2 separate regions of the Rattus norvegicus genome follow, and region 2 is linked to region 1. The links are chromatin contacts, called in public Hi-C maps. All regions are on one chromosome and are shown on one strand. Each heading gives the region's core, a stretch centred on a gene start, on an enhancer-like site or on the middle of the called end of the contact. The rest is flanking DNA. Distances are from core to core; before and after follow the strand shown. Region 1 has its middle 450 kb from the start of Nyap2. Region 2 has its middle 580 kb from the start of Irs1.

Region 1 (2,952 bases), core at 230-2,729:
TTGGGCAGAATTATGGGTGGACACAATTCTTCTGGCCTCTCCATCCAGGCAGGCATGCGCAGACAGGCCAAAAATAATGCAGCGGCCAGGCTAGTGCAACTCTCTCTCCTAGCTCACCTGTGGTAGCTCAAAAGCTGTGTGGGTGGAACATGACAGATCTACCCTTTGCTTGGGTCCGATGGTTAGTATTCAAGGTGCTTGTGACAAGATTCTTTCTCCACTGCAGTCATCAGAAAAGACAAAGGAGAAGTTGTTAACATGTACCTAAGAAGTCACCCAGGGCCACTCTTCTCAAACACTTCTTGCTAGCAGGCTGTTTGGAGAGGTTCCTAAAGTTTTGGAGAGCTAGTGCTGTACTTGCTGGACAGGGCTGATGCACCAGACCTTGAGCCACGATGTCATGATTCCTTTGGAAACTGTTGAGTTGGCTACAATAAAAGCATGGTGGGCTGATTCGGTTTGTACTCACCATGCTTTGGCAACATGAAGATGCGAATTGCCTTTCTTAAAGCACAGCTTTGAGCTGCTGGGATACCTAATATCACAAAAATCTCTAGACCAGCCCTGTCGATTCCCAGGAGAGAGGGCCTGGGAGCTATCCTCCATCTGACACCAGGACACGGTTCATACTAGCAATGACGAAGGTGACATAACAGAAAGCATTAGATTGACCAAACTCAATTTGTTTGCTCTCTGGAATTTTATCGACCATCTAATGGAACCAATGGAGTAGATATCTGGCCTGCTCCCCTACACTGCAGTAACCAAATATCTGGACAGAACTAGAGCACAGCGGCTGAGGCTGAGGGTAGGAGCAGAAGCCAGGGAACTGAAACTTTCACCACAGGAGGCCTTGGCTCCCGGGTGACATGGCATTGCTAGATTCTGAGAAATCTTTGAAGTGCACATGTCTCCAAAGAAACTAATAATGTAATTCTAGATGTCTACATTTGTTTCCTTAGATACATAACACAGCACAAACAATTTGGTTGCAGTTTTAGGGGCAGTTGTTTATAGTTAAATTAAGGGGCCTTTTGAAAACCAGGAGATGGGCCGATAGCCCTCAAAGATTTAAGCAGGAACCACAATTGAAAATTATAACCTAGCTTGCTTACAAGGCTATTTTTAGCTCATTCGTCTGCTTCTGAACATATTTCTCCAGTTTATTCCTATAATACATTTCTGTTGGTCACAGAGGCTTCTCTCCCGGCTATGCTAACATGATGCTTTACTGAGACCAAAGACAGAAATGAATCAAGAAGATGAAAGGGTAACAAGGAGTTAAAGGGCCGTGCATCACTCTCAAAGAAAGCCTCCAAAGTTTCCACAAGGAAGAGTTCTGCACACTGAGAACTTTCTTTACATTCATCCAGTCTTGAGAAACCTTTAATGTCTGCAGTCAAATGAGCTAACCCTGTGTGGATGGGGAAAGGCCCTGAGTCATGCAATTCAAAGCAAGTAAGCGAGAAAAGCTGGGCCAGGCTGATGAATGGCTGTGTATTCTAACAGGGTGAGGTCATGCATTTTCCCCATGAATAGCTATCTCCCTTTTTACTATTGACTACATCACCCATTTTATTTGGGATTATTTTGTTTGGGTGTCAGGGACATTTGTTCTCGTGACTACCCTTCCCCCATAGAAACCAACATTTTATCTATAAACACAAGACACTGAACCCTTTGAAGCAGGTAGGCCCAGAGCTGTTCAGCTGTTGCCCTTGACCTAAGAGAACTTGCATTTTTTCCCCTCCCGTTTCTCAGCTCAGATTCTATTTTCCTGCCAGCATAACACGGTGGCCAGTCTCATGAAGGGTTTGCCACTTGTGCTGAATTGGCTGAATCTCTGCAAATATTTGACATACATTTAATAAGTGTCACCTCAAGCTCTAAGGGTTTACTCGTGCTGCATGCATTCCCCTTGGTTGAACGGGCAGCTTCATTCGAGTCAGACAGAAGTGTGTAACAGAGTGTGTGTGTGTGTGTGTGTGTGTGTGTGTGTGTGTGTGTGTGTGTGTGTGTTTGTGTACGAATGTGATATTCAAAAGGTAATAAACTGAAAAGCCGTATTTCATCTTCATTTTTAGCTTTAGCTTTAAAGCAGACACAAAGAAAACCAAAGCAGTTACGGATCGGGTTTTTAATCTAGTTATTCGCTCCAAGTATGTTCCCCAACTGCTTTAGTTTTTTATCTAGGGATAAGAGAGGTACAAAGAGAAGAGAGGGGGAAGTGAGCCTGTTCACCATCGCTTTTGGCTATGAAGCAGTGCTGACCATGGGCTGCTCTAATATTAACTGCATTGTAGTTTTATTGTATCATTGTTGTTTTTGGCTGTGTTCATGAAATTCCCATGTTATGACCTAAAATGAACTGGAGAAAAGTGTTTGGTGGTATAGATGGCACAGAAATAAACTTCCTTTTGACTTCCTGCTTTCTCTCAGTGTGTTTGGTGTACTTACTGTGCTTCACTTTCAATACATAATATAAAATCTTAGAAAACTGCCATTAAATAATCATAAGATAAAGTAACGAATATTTGAGAAATACATACTCTCTGTGACATATAAGCAATATTTGGCATGATGAACTCCAGATTTTCAATTGTTTTCAGAAACCTTACTATCTAAACATATAATCTTAATTTTGGAAGTGCATTTCAAAATAAAGTAGAAACAAGTATTTTTGAGCACTGGTTAACATAGTATGATTCTCTATAAAAAGCAAAGTAAATAAATGTCTTAAAATAATATAAGGTCTCCTTTAAGCATTAACTCTTTTTTTTTTTTTGGTAAAATGCATTTGTCTATAGGAATTGACATACTAGGAATAAACAAAAGCTGAATATATTGATTATGACTAGAAGATTAAATTTAATATATTGTCATTGATTTCCAAAGTCGAATATGAAAACCTCACACTTTAAGGAGTGATCCCAGAACCCCAGCATTACAATA
Region 2 (2,952 bases), core at 176-2,675, 170 kb before region 1:
TATATGTGTATTATGTTAGAATACACAATACACATGCAAGTCTACCATTCGTAGAAAGAATTGACCAACTATGATAAACATCAACATGATAAAATGCCTAGAATTGATGAACTGCTATATTTTAGGTAAGGATTGACTTGTGTTTGAGGATTATAGATGTGTGTGTGTGTGTGTGTGTGTGTGTGTGTGTGTGTGTTTGGGTGTGACCTAACGCCATAAGAAAAAGACTATCCACAGTATAAATTTTAAGATATTTAGTTTACTATTTTTCTTTGTGTTTTGTCTACTACAATTTTTTTATTGGTCAGCCAAATGATTAGACACATTTATGACTTTTCATGTTTCTAAATAATATAGTATAGTTTTTGTAACCTTTTTCACCTCCATTGATTTGTCATTTATCCATTTATCCAAATGAATTATTCTTCTGTGGGATTGTATTCTGCTTGTGAAACTATGTCCTTAACATGGTTCATCCAAGCTCATACCATAAAACATGCAATGAATGTCCGATTCACATAAAATTGATAGCTTTCATATATATATATACATATACATATACATATATATATATATATATATATATATATATATATATATATATATATAGGCACCATCTGCCAGTTGTGAAAAGTGCAAATGGCATGATACTGGTTAGAAATGGACATAACAGGGCACTTGAAAACTTCCGGATAATGCACGAGACATGCTTTTTAATTAAAATACAGAGCTGGCTTAGCTAGACAAACACCAGTTTCTCCCCAGACATCACACTTACTCAGTCATGTATTAGCTTTGCTTATTTGTGTTATTTAAAAAGAATAATGATAAATCAGGGTAATGTACAGAAGACATGACCCAGAGAAATGAGGCGTGGTCTTCTGCTCGGGGCAAGCGGAAGGATACTCTGAGCGGGATGATGTGTATGGGTCTGCTTGTGCCTTTCCAACTTATTTCTGTGCCGTTTCTTTATTACTCCATTGTTTTAAGCAACATCGGCTCCCCCTACTTTCACCCACTTTATTTCACCGCGTTACAGCTGAGGCAAGCAATTCTCGACCCCAGTTGCACAATATTCTCTGGGTTATTGTGATCTCGAAAGACGTTGTGAAATTCTCCTAGCGAAATTAACTGCAATGTGATTTAATTTTTTTTTTCTCAAAGCATCGTGTGTACCATAAAATGCACCTAAGAGGAGTCCGGGTGAACAAAGCGGGAGGGAGTGAATCCAGAGAAAGATTACAGGCTGTCAGAACTGCAGGGCTGTAGGGCTGGCAGTGACTTCTGCTTTCGTCCCACAGACATTTGCGGGCAATGGCATGAGATGAAAAGCCGGGCATTCTCTCTATAATTTATATTGCCACAACATTCCATGCCGGCCACATGCTTCGGTCATACAGAGCTTACGAGCCCTTTTGTTCATTCAGAAGAATGTCCAAGAGGCTTCACATCTGCATACCTCTCTCGCTGCGAGCAAATTTGGACGCCTCTCAGTGAAGCAGAGACTGAGCGCCTGACATTCTGTTTGCTTTCGCTTGTTGATTTGTTTGCTTTAGAATATAAATCTCCGACTCGCAGCCATCTCCTTTCATGGTTAGAAGAGACTCTGGTTTGAATTCATCTTCTCCAACAATATGTTCTGGCTATATTACTGAAGACTCTCCTCACTCCTAAACTGGGGCAGCACCCCTCTCATAGAGCTATTGACAGGAAGGCTTTTTAATACCCTGACAGATTGCTTTGTAGCTGGAAGGAACGCCACACAAAAGTCAGCCCCTGATCTTCCCTAACTAGAATTATCTTAACTACAGCCATGGCTACTGCTACTTCTGCTTGTCTTTGCCACCCTAACCCCTCTACCAGGTTCTCTTCTCCGTTTTCACTGCAAGTCCCAGGCCATTCAGAAGCAGAGTCTTCTATTTGTCCTATCTTACCACATAGCTCACTATCTCTTTGTTTTCATGTAGAAAAATTAGGAAATGTCCTTTGTGGTCACTTGATGAAATGTGTTTGATGGAAATGAGAGTCAAATTTCACAGCCTTGCATTAATTTGCAGGAAAAACTGATGAGTGAGGTAAGATAAAATATCATTTGTTGGGCTAGATTCATTCTTCAGCGTTTTATGTTTTCCCCTACTCTATTTTTCTGTCAAAGGCCTATCTGAGTATTAGGATTAAATGATGACTTTCTGTAGTTGGAATAGTTCATAGTTAATATAACCAGATTTGAAGTTTGGTTTCTACTTTTCACACATTTGGGGTGTGTGTGTGCACGTTTGTGTGTGTGTGTGTGTGTGTGTGTGTGTGTGTGTGTGTGTGATGTCCCACTGTGTGGGTGTTAAAGTTAGAGGGCAACTTGTCAGTGTAGGCTTTCTCCTTCCAACGTGCAGATTCTGACTGATCTCAGGTCCTCAGGCTTGGCAACGAGTTCCCTTGTCCACTGAACCATCTTGGCGGTTTGAATGAGAAGGCCTACGGAGGCTCAGATATTTGAGTGTTTGTTTCCTGGTTGGTGAAAATGTTTAGGAAGATTTAGGGGTGTGGCCTTCTTGGAGGAAATGTATCCCTAGAGGGTGAGCTTTGAGATTTTTAAAGCCTAGGCCAGGCCCAGTCTTGCTTTCTTTTCGCTCTCCCGTGTATGGGCCTGAGTGTAGGAATTTAGTTACTGCTTTAGCATGCTTTAGTGCTCCCTGCCAAGTTGACAGAAACGGGTTAACGCTCTGAAACTGTAATAAGGCCTCAGTTAAACGGTCTCCTTTGTGAGTAACCTTGGTCACGATGCCTCTTCACAGCAATATCAGAGTAACTAAAACAGCTGTCTTGATGTCCCTTGGAATTTTCTTTCTTGATGGCTAACCAGAACAGGAGCAGGACACGCGTGTAGTCTTACATCACAGCCAAGGGCTGTTAACTTATAGCCTCAAGATGGAGATGAAGCCGACAAACCAATTT

Evidence for each region. A called contact is a pair of places that touch in the nucleus more often than the background predicts.
Region 2: a Hi-C map of the A7r5 cell line shows a contact between it and region 1, with 2.3 times the contacts expected there. The contact joins two enhancer-like sites. A contact is called at or near these places in 2 of 12 Hi-C or Micro-C datasets (the A7r5 cell line and Schwann cells).

Annotation. Positions count from the first base shown.
Region 1 is chr9:90,303,753-90,306,704 of GRCr8, reverse strand. No RefSeq gene overlaps it. Among named protein-coding and RNA genes, the nearest start is that of Nyap2, 450 kb to the right of the region's middle. Within about 2 kb of position 1,479, at least 12 of the 93 cell types and tissues checked have an H3K27ac peak or open chromatin away from gene starts, as enhancers often do. A contact at or near this core is called in the A7r5 cell line and Schwann cells, where this site is marked.
Region 2 is chr9:90,470,609-90,473,560 of GRCr8, reverse strand. No RefSeq gene overlaps it. Among named protein-coding and RNA genes, the nearest start is that of Irs1, 580 kb to the left of the region's middle. Within about 2 kb of position 1,425, at least 3 of the 93 cell types and tissues checked have an H3K27ac peak or open chromatin away from gene starts, as enhancers often do. A contact at or near this core is called in the A7r5 cell line and Schwann cells, where this site is marked.